Regions from separate parts of the Mus musculus genome. Here region 2 is linked to region 1. The links are chromatin contacts, called in public Hi-C maps. All regions are on one chromosome and are shown on one strand. Each heading gives the region's core, a stretch centred on a gene start, on an enhancer-like site or on the middle of the called end of the contact. The rest is flanking DNA. Distances are from core to core; before and after follow the strand shown.

Region 1 (4,639 bases), core at 987-3,486:
ACTTGAATGAAACTTTATGATTCTCTTAGTATAATTGTTTTGGAGAGAGATCTTTAGTGTATTAAGATAACTATTTCTAGGATTATTAACAATACTGTCTTTACTTGAGTCTTTTTCTATAGCCATGCTACTAAATTTTTCATATGAAAAATTAAACTGGGCTAGGGAGCTGGCCTAGTACTTGATCCATTAATATGAGAACCTGAGCTCAGACCCCTACCTAGCATTCACATAAGCCACATGTGACTGTGTGCTGCTCTAAACCCACTGAGCCCTCTGAGGTCACTGACCAGCTTGGCCAGCTGAAACAGGGACTGACTCTGTCACTGAAAGACCCTGTCTCAAACAGTAAGGTGAGGCTAGAGAGATGACTCAGTGGTTAAGAGCACTGGCTGCTCTTCCAGAGGGCCTGAGTTTGTTTCCAGCATCCACATGGCAGCTAACAACCATCTGTAACTCCAGTCTCAGGGGATCCAGTGCCCTTTTCTGGCCTCCATGGGAACCAGACATGTACATGGTACACAGTCATGCATACAGGCAAAAGACAAAATTAAATGAATAAAACTTTAAAATGTAAAACATAAAGTGAAGTTATTAAAAAAAGAAAAGAACAAGATGACAGCCCCTGGCCTATGTGTACACACAAATACACTGCACATACACACAAACAGTAAAGCAAGTATTTCCAAGCAGCCCGTGTGTTCTATCAGAAGGCTCAACATCATAGATTCCTGTCTTCCGTAGTCCACCATGCTACTCTGCACCACGTATATTATAGTGAAAGGATGTGAGGAGTACACAAACTGTTAACTACATTTGCTTTAACTATTATGTGGCAAACTATATTTGGCATTGTCTAGACAGAATTACAAGTGTAATAATTTCAATGAGACAAAACACACTTTAAGCCAGATGTGAGGATGTATTTGGATGTATGTGTGTCATTTAATCATAGTCTCAATTAAGACTCTGCTGCTTTGGAGATTAAGTGTTCCTGGCTGTAATAATGACAGCTTCAAATCTAATTATTATTTCTTGATGTCGTCGGGAATATTGAGAGGGGCCTGCAGAGTATTTTAGCCAGCCCACTCACATTTCCCTCCATAAGGGATGAAAGGCTTGGGCCCCCGCTCACCTCCCCTAGAGACTTGACTGTAAAGTCCTCAGCATTGTTTAAACCTCTCTGTTATTTTTATTGAATACATCTTGTAATTGTGTGTATTCTTAAGCTAATTTAAATATGAACCTGGTTCTGAAAAGCATGTGATGCACAATTTGACATGCATGAGTTTATCTGCAGTCACGTGTGCTGTGACAGTTTGAAGCCTACATTAGGTTACTGTTGGTAAAGCCTGACAGTGCGCCTGTGTAACACGCTTTCTTTGACTGTGTGCCATGAGCACTTACTTGAATTAATAAAGTATCAAAGGAAGTTGAAGGAGACTGTTAATTACTTTTGATTCTCTCTGTAATTGTTTCTGTAACAACTACTGTTCCCTTTTATTTAATAGTGCTTTAAAAGTTAGGAGTGAAAAGAGTTAGCCTTTGTTACCACATACTGCATTGTTCAGTCTACATTTTAGGAATTATCTATCTTATTATTATGTCATAATAATTAATCATAGGTAACATTTCCCAGCTTATCAGATTGAGGAGAGGACTCCAGTGTTGGATTTCTCTTAGAGACAGTGCTTTGTGTTAGGAGTTGGGATTGCAGTCACACTTGCCTGTTCTGCTGTGCCCTGTACACTGGCCCTTAGCTGGGGTTTGCTATCCACTAATTTCTAACAAGTGCTGTTACTCCAGGTTCCCATGAATGCTGAAGTGTGATTATCTCTTTCTTCATTAAAGAATAATTCAAGCTCTGTTATGAGTTTGAAGCTTGAGGCCATCTGGATTTCTCCTTGGTTTTCATCGTCTTTTGAAATGGAGTTTTCAAAGTTTACATTGGATGTGCTGTGCAATTAACTGCTTTAACTTTATACCTGCTAGGGTGTCTCTCACTCTTAGAACTTTACCTTATGTAACTTGTTAGGGTTTGGGGGGTTTTTTGTTTGTTTTTAGTGGGGTTTTTTTTCCTCTATTTTTGTTCTTGTTGGTGAGTTTGTGGGTTTGGTTTGCTTGCATCTAGTGGCCCAGCCCTGCTCATGGTAGGCAAGTGCTTTTATCACTGAGCTGTGTATGACCCAAGCCCTGAGTGAAGCTTTGTGTTCTGGCTTCCTGGTATTTCCTCACAACACCCAGTTTGCGGTTCTGCTCTCGTTTACTACGGTATTACAGTCACTTGCGTGCTATCCATCTATCCATGAGTTAGCATGAGGATGCCCTTCTAAGTACAGGACAAGTCTTTACTGAGCAGTCCTGATACAGGACACTTGGGATCGTAGTTGAGCTAAGCTCCTACTTGAACATTTCTCCCTGTTCTTCACTCACACTTTTGTTGCAAATGCTCTTTTAAGCTATTTTTTAAAAAGAGGAAACATCACTGCCCTCTGCAGTTCTCCTTATGCCAATCATTATGATGTCCCTACCATTATGAATGGAATGGAAGTAGCTATGGTTTACTATAGAGTCTTTCATTGGCATAGGAAAAAACTCATTGCTAGCAAGGAGATCTGGTGACCTAGCAATTGTCGAGGTTTTTAATTTGGGAAAGTATAATTTGTGAAGAATTGAGTTTTATTATTTTTGAAGATTTTTAATTTAAAACATAGTTATTCTAATGTCTGAGTGATGTTACACCTTCAGGAGACTACTGCTAGGAAATTCTGCCCAGCCTTTAATAAGTCAGCCCCTGTCATCATTAGGTTATGCCTAAGCAGTCTTAAGTAGAAGTCTCTCTAAAACACTGTTCTTTCTTTCCTTTGAAGTAAAGCGGTTTCTAAGTTTTGTTGTCCTGAGCATTATTGTTGTACGACAGAATTTTTCCTGGGAAGACACAACACACAGGTATATTCACTCCAGATAGGGATTTATAGCAGAGTGAAGTATAGACACCACCAAAGTCCAAGTTTATGAACCAGTAGGTTTATTGGGGTTTCTTACAGAAGTGTGGCTGAGGGGCTACTCACTGGAGCAGAAATGGCTCAAAGACAGCTACATCACCAATGCCTTCCCAGCATGAATGGCAGGTCACAAAAGCTAGGAACCTGGGACACCCTGTACAGCCTGCAGACAGCTCAACTGATTGCAGAGTGTCCTTTCCAAGTTCTTCAGTTGGTCTAAACCCCTTTCAGGTAGCTGGTCTGGTCTCAGAGTCATCTTTGCCCCTCAGCTTGTCTGATTGTCTTTGTAGCTCAGCTTCCCTTCAATGGGACTCTTAGCTTTTATTCTTTACAGTGGCAAGAGAGGCCTAGTGAATCTGGTCAGTTTCAGGGACTTCCTGAAGCTATTTTGAATTGTCTTTCTTCCTGCTTGAGCGTCTCTGCAGGGTAGAGTGTTTTGCCCTTATCTGTACACAGCCATGTGTGTTTGTAATGTAGTCACTTTTGGAGAAGTTAGGTCATTGTGTCCATAATTCTATAAGAATGATAACCACCAGCTAGTTCTTTATCACATCAGAGTCTATACTCTTTGACAATACCTTAAAAATCAAGAATAGATGCCTGAGACGCAGACTTGATCATAGTTTGTGAGAGTGTCTCTTACACTGTTTATGTGTTTTCTAATCTCTAAATTACCAGGGTGAGTCTAGGAAATTGGCTGCAGTGAACTGGATTGTCCTGTTGGCACTGATGCAGTATTGGCTGATGGCCTTGGCTGTGTTTGGTAGCCTTTTTCTTTTGCGTTTTCTCTGTGATGGATACAAGCAGCACTTCCCTTTGGAGAACTGTCTTGGTCACCATTTTATGGTGTTGTGTTAAGGTGTGTTACTGTGGAAAGATTTATTGTTACGTTCTGGGATAGTGAAAACAGGAGCAATACTGAGAAGTAACAGGGCATGTGTTTTTCAATACTGGAATTAGAATTTCCTTTTTAATATGTAACCATCACTATTTGGCTTTTCCTGTTTTGCCTGTTGTTTTTAAGTAAGCTTTGTAACTCAGCTACCTCACGTTTCTGCTGCTAACTAGGTATGAGTGACAACAGGATCCCGGAGAGCTCACTCTGACAGTGCTGCTGTCCACATCCCTGCTGTCCCACCCAAGCCTGTTACACCTTCACTTCGTCTCCTACCTAGGCTGTCCCCATGCTGCTCTCCATTAGTGCGGAGAGAGAAAAGGTCTCTTTCATCAGGTCACTTCCCTTACTAAAGGTCTTAAAAGCCTCTTGGTGACCTGGAAGACTGACAGTCCTAAGTGGGTGGTGGCGATGTTAAGTGATTGCCCTAGTCCCTTTTCATTTCTTTTCTTCTGGGGCTTTCCTAACTTTATTATCTTTGTGTAGTTGATCAGTCATCTAGACATGATAGGTTGGGTTTTTTTTTAATGTGTATACTAAACTATAGGCTTTATAAATAAAAAGATAACAATAAATTTTAACTGTGGACCAGTTAGTGAAGAAATCCAAATTATTTCTGATAAGTGTTGCTGAGCTATTGTTTTGCACAATTTGTCTTTATTATTGCTACAAATTCTCAGCTGTGTTGTTTACATCCAGTTTTTAGCATTTATTGTATATCCCTTAAATTGCTCATAGT
Region 2 (4,639 bases), core at 956-3,455, 520 kb after region 1:
TGTCTTTATTATAAGCTCCTCACCGGTGGAAATATTTCAAACATTTTTGTTCTTTATGATTCTTAGGGTATTCACATAGTGTTTTTTACACAACAAACATTTAATATGGATTCCAGGAGCTTTTGGAAGTAAATTATCTCAAGTTGAAGGGGAGACTCTTGTCCTTAAAGTCTCACTTGAAGCATGCCTTCTTTTTAAGTGTGGAAGGGAGAGTAAAGTTGTTTAAAGTCCTTCAGTGAGGCTGAAACACTAAGGAAGCCTAGGGCCTTGAAATGATTGTGGAAAGAATCAATAATTGCTTTATTACTGAGTAAACTGGATTTTTTTTTTTACACTCACAAAAGGAAATGGATCTGAACTCAGATGGTCCCTGGTATCTTTGTGTTAGGCAAGTTCATCCTTTTATGAGAGGACTCACCCTTATTCACATAAAATAGCATTCCATTTCAACATAGCGTTTCTTAAGCAAGAATGGCTGAGTCGAGTAGAGGGTAAGACACATAAAGTCAAATATAGCTTTTATAGGTGTATTAATACTCAGTCGAGAGCACTTCCTTGCTCAGAATTTTCTGGGGCCCGGGGGCTTGAGCTGTCAATGATGTTGAAAGAAAATGTTTTGAGGTATAATCATGTCTTGTTCATACGTTCTCTTTCTAAGTTAATATATACATGTATCCTGTGATTCTTTCCTTTTTAAAAAAAAAAAGCAAAAAAGAGAAATCTGGGCACAAGCAAGTTTTATAATGGTAGTTACAGAATAATGTGCGGCAACTTTCAAATCTCCACAGAGCTGGCCTCCCACCCTTCATTCACTGGATCAACAAATGAGCTTCCTCCTCTCCCGTTAATACCTGGCAATCCAAAGAAACGTGCTTAGGGGCAGCTCCAGATTCCCTGAGGTGATGCCACTAGCTTGCATAGAGGGGAGGACCATGAACATTGTGCTCTGCTGGTGGGGTTTGTTGACTGGAACCTCTGTGTAAATATATCAGCTCTAGAGTCCAACTTCTGTGTGTATATCAGAGGGTGTCCCTGACATGGCTGATGTCCCTTATGATGTCTCAGAAGCTTGGAGATAAACTTAACATTGGGGTGAGACAGAGACAACTGTTCAAAGCATTTAGTATCCGGAAGATAAGGCAGAAGGCAATTTAATAAGTCAGGAAACTACTTCCTTCAGCTATTGGGTGAACCAGCATTTATTGACATTTACAAGATAGTCTTCTAGGTATTATGAATAGAGGGGAGAAGAATAATTCATATTTAGAGCATCTGAAATCTAAAATTATGGATTATGCAATAATTTGTAGGATAGTATATTATGGTTTGTTTTTTTGTTGTTGTTCTTTGGGTTTGTTGTTGTTTTGGTTTTGGTTTTATCAGCTTGACATAAGTTACAATCATCTGGGAAGAAGGAACTTCAATTGAGAAAGTGCCTCCATCAGACTGGTTATAGGTAAGTCTGTAGGGGCATTTTCTTAACTAAGGACTGATGTGGGATCCTGTGGGTGGTACCCTGGGTGACTGGTCCTGGGTGGTCTAAGAAAGCAGATTACCCAAGCCAAGGGGAGCAAGTCAGGAAGCAGAATTCCTCAATGGTTTCTGCTTCAGTTCCTGCCCCAGTTCATAATCTGCATGGCTTCCTCCTGTCTTGACTTCCCTCAGTGGTAAACCATGGTTGAGACAATGTAAGCCAAATAACCCTTTCCTCCCTGGGTTGCTTTTGATCATGATTTTCTTCCCAGGAACAGAAAGGAGGCTAAGATAGTATATTAGTTTACTTGCTCTGCTATAATAAAATAGCTCAGACTGCATGACTTAGACAATGGTAATTTATTTTTCCTAGTTCTGAATGTCCGAGGCAAGTATTAAGTATCAATAAGCTGGGGATTTGGTATCACTTACAGCTTCTTTCTATAAGCTACCTGATGAGAAAGTATCTTTTGTAACACCAAGGGGCATTGCTGGTCAAGTCATTAGCTTCTTGAGATCAGGCCACTAGCTTGGCTTTGGGGAAAGGATTTGAACATCATGCTTTGCTGTTGGTGTTCCTAGAAACGTATGCCTTGTAAGCAGTATGTGGTTCAAAGACCTCTTTCAGAGAAACAGCCCATCAGGGTTCACGTTCCTCTCCTCCACGTATGGACGCATCGCATCCACAAAGAGGAAGCCTGCAGCCCAGAACTGGGGAAGTAAGAGCTTTGCTTCCTTGGCATTTGCATTTGTTTAACATCTTCATAATGAGTCACACGCAAGAGATGGCCTCCATCCTCCCAGCTGAGATTCAGTGACTAATAACAATGGTTTGGGCTCAAGTGGGGATAATTGGCGTTTCTGGAATATACAGAAATGATGGGTTGAATCAAAAAGTTATGCTCCTCTGAGGGAGCTGCAGGTGGGTAAAACAATTTGGGCTCAGTTTTTGAGGATTAAAAGGGAGAAATTCCACTTTCTGAGGCACCGAAAAATGTAAGCAGCATGGGACTCAAAGATGTCCACCATATGGATTTGAAAGGATTTGCTTTCAGAGAACACTGACATCAGAGAACCGTTCTGAACTTCTAAAGCCCTGTGAGCCCAGGAAGCAGGAGAGGGTTTAAATGCCCTGAAATTAATTTTCCTGCTTTTATTATGTTAGCCAGTGTTTTCATTTTACCATTGATACCCAGAAGCAGTTTCTCAAAAGGCCCACTTTAAAAAGATCACATCAAATAACCAAATGACACTGTTCATTTACTTGAATGACTAGAATATGAATTTCAAAAATTGCTGAATCGTGTCAAGCTGAAATGACCAGGGTCGGCTTCGCATAGATTGAGTCGACGGGAGGGTTTACTTAAACTCTTACAACTGTGAAATGGATGCTTAAATAAGCTGCAGAGACAAACAATGTTGAAGTCTTAGATTAAAGGCATGTAAATGCTTACTCTTTATGCAAGCTGCACTACTGAATTCAATTCCTCAAGTTTGATTTCAGGCTATTACTTCTTATACTTAAGTTCTTTGACACGATACTGCCACCGTGCATGGTTCAGTTAATCTAATTATGTATTTTTAAGCTGAGTGCCGCCAACAGGGTGTATATGCACTATACAGGCCATTCGTCTATACTGATAAGAAACTTCAGGCATGAAGACGGAAAATCCCTTTGTCAAGGACAAAAGAGCAGAGAGGTTTTAGCTGAAACTCCAGAGCCTTCCATTCTGTGCCTTGAGGTTGTGCCTGCCCACAGTGGAGACTGTTCTTTCTAGACTTTGCCATCTAGAATGTTTGCCCAGATCCTTTTCCCAGCTCCTAACCAAGCTTTTCACTGAGTATTGACGGAAAAGGGTTATAAACACAGGCAAGACCTGGAAGTCACCAGAAGTCAAAGCCAAGTGCAGATTCCTCTTGCTCAGCTCTCTTGCTGGTTTTCAGTGTTTCACATTCTTCCATCCATCGACTAATACAGAGTAAAGGCCAGTTGGCCATCATTGCGGATTTGCATACTACACCATGGGACCAGGAGAGGCCCTCACTGCTTCTGTCAGAGGTATTCATGTGCCAAAGTATTAAATGAAGAAGCTATTTGATTTAGGGGTTAAATTAGACACTGCTCATCTCTAATCATATACATTATATTTGGTATCATGATAGCATGAAGGGAGTAATCTCATGCTGTCCTAAAATGTACAGAAATAGAACTAAGATAAGTACTGTAACTTTTCAATGGAAGACAAGTCCTAGGATGCCAGTCACTAATGGTTCCATGCTGATTTTTTTTTTTTTTTGACATCCATGGCATTAGCCAATGGCATCCTAGGAAACATGTGTCATTGCAGACAATAAAGCAGTGCAGTTCCAGGCAAAAATTCCTGAACATAATTTGAGCTAGCCTCAGGTAGCTTCCTAATGGGCTAGCTTCCCTGGTTATTCCATTGTGCTTTAAGAGAAAACAACACAAACATGTCCCCTCCAACCCAAACATGTCCCCTCCAACACAAACATGTCCCCGCCCACTTGCCCCCTAAATCTGGTTTTGAGTTTCACTGGAGTTCAAAACCTCCTTGTGGCCACTGTGCCATCCTGGCTGCTTGTATTGTATTTTGTGAGTAGAAAGCACTCCTTCCTCTTAGGCTCTGCCACATTTGCTGAAGTTTTTCTTAGGATCATGAGCTTTTTGTAACAGTGAATGTGAGCTTTGGTCATCATATGTTCTTTCTTATAAATATCCACAGCACCTTATAGTCAGCAAGTTGCATCTACATACACACATACCACACTAGCACACACACACACACACACACACACACACACACACACACACACACACGAAGACAGATTCATGGTTCATGGCTGTACCTCCTACCATTTTCTATGGAATTTCTATGGAATGCTTAGCCAAACCAAAAAAGAGCTTTCCTACCATATGAAGGTAGAGTCACCTTGGCAGAGCAGAAAGCAGTTTTTAAGGCAGGGTAGCAGGTTCTAGAGGAAGAGCAACAGAACAAGAGCTGTAACCGCAGAAAAAGCTTACCGTTCCTCCTATTAGCATACTTATGAGTGGAAAGACCAAGTCAGGAGCACTCAACAAAGGCGTAAGTGTAGACACACGTATGCTGAGCTTTGGGGCAGCTCTGGGCAAGGGACAGTCCCAGCA

The links. A called contact is a pair of places that touch in the nucleus more often than the background predicts.
Region 2: a Hi-C map of bone marrow-derived macrophages shows a contact between it and region 1, with 18 read pairs. The contact joins two enhancer-like sites. A contact is called at or near these places in 1 of 39 promoter capture datasets (cranial neural crest), 2 of 484 Hi-C or Micro-C datasets (bone marrow-derived macrophages and cortical neurons) and 1 of 9 other capture datasets (embryonic stem cells).

Annotation. Positions count from the first base shown.
Region 1 is chr10:44,339,810-44,344,448 of GRCm38.p6, forward strand. All of the region lies in intron 6 of Atg5 (autophagy related 5), which reads left to right. Among named protein-coding and RNA genes, the nearest start is that of Mir1929, 18 kb to the right of the region's middle. Within about 2 kb of position 2,237, at least 23 of the 459 cell types and tissues checked have an H3K27ac peak or open chromatin away from gene starts, as enhancers often do. A contact at or near this core is called in bone marrow-derived macrophages, where this site is marked.
Region 2 is chr10:44,856,691-44,861,329 of GRCm38.p6, forward strand. No RefSeq gene overlaps it. Among named protein-coding and RNA genes, the nearest start is that of Gm40638, 84 kb to the right of the region's middle. Within about 2 kb of position 2,206, at least 1 of the 459 cell types and tissues checked has an H3K27ac peak or open chromatin away from gene starts, as enhancers often do. A contact at or near this core is called in bone marrow-derived macrophages, where this site is marked.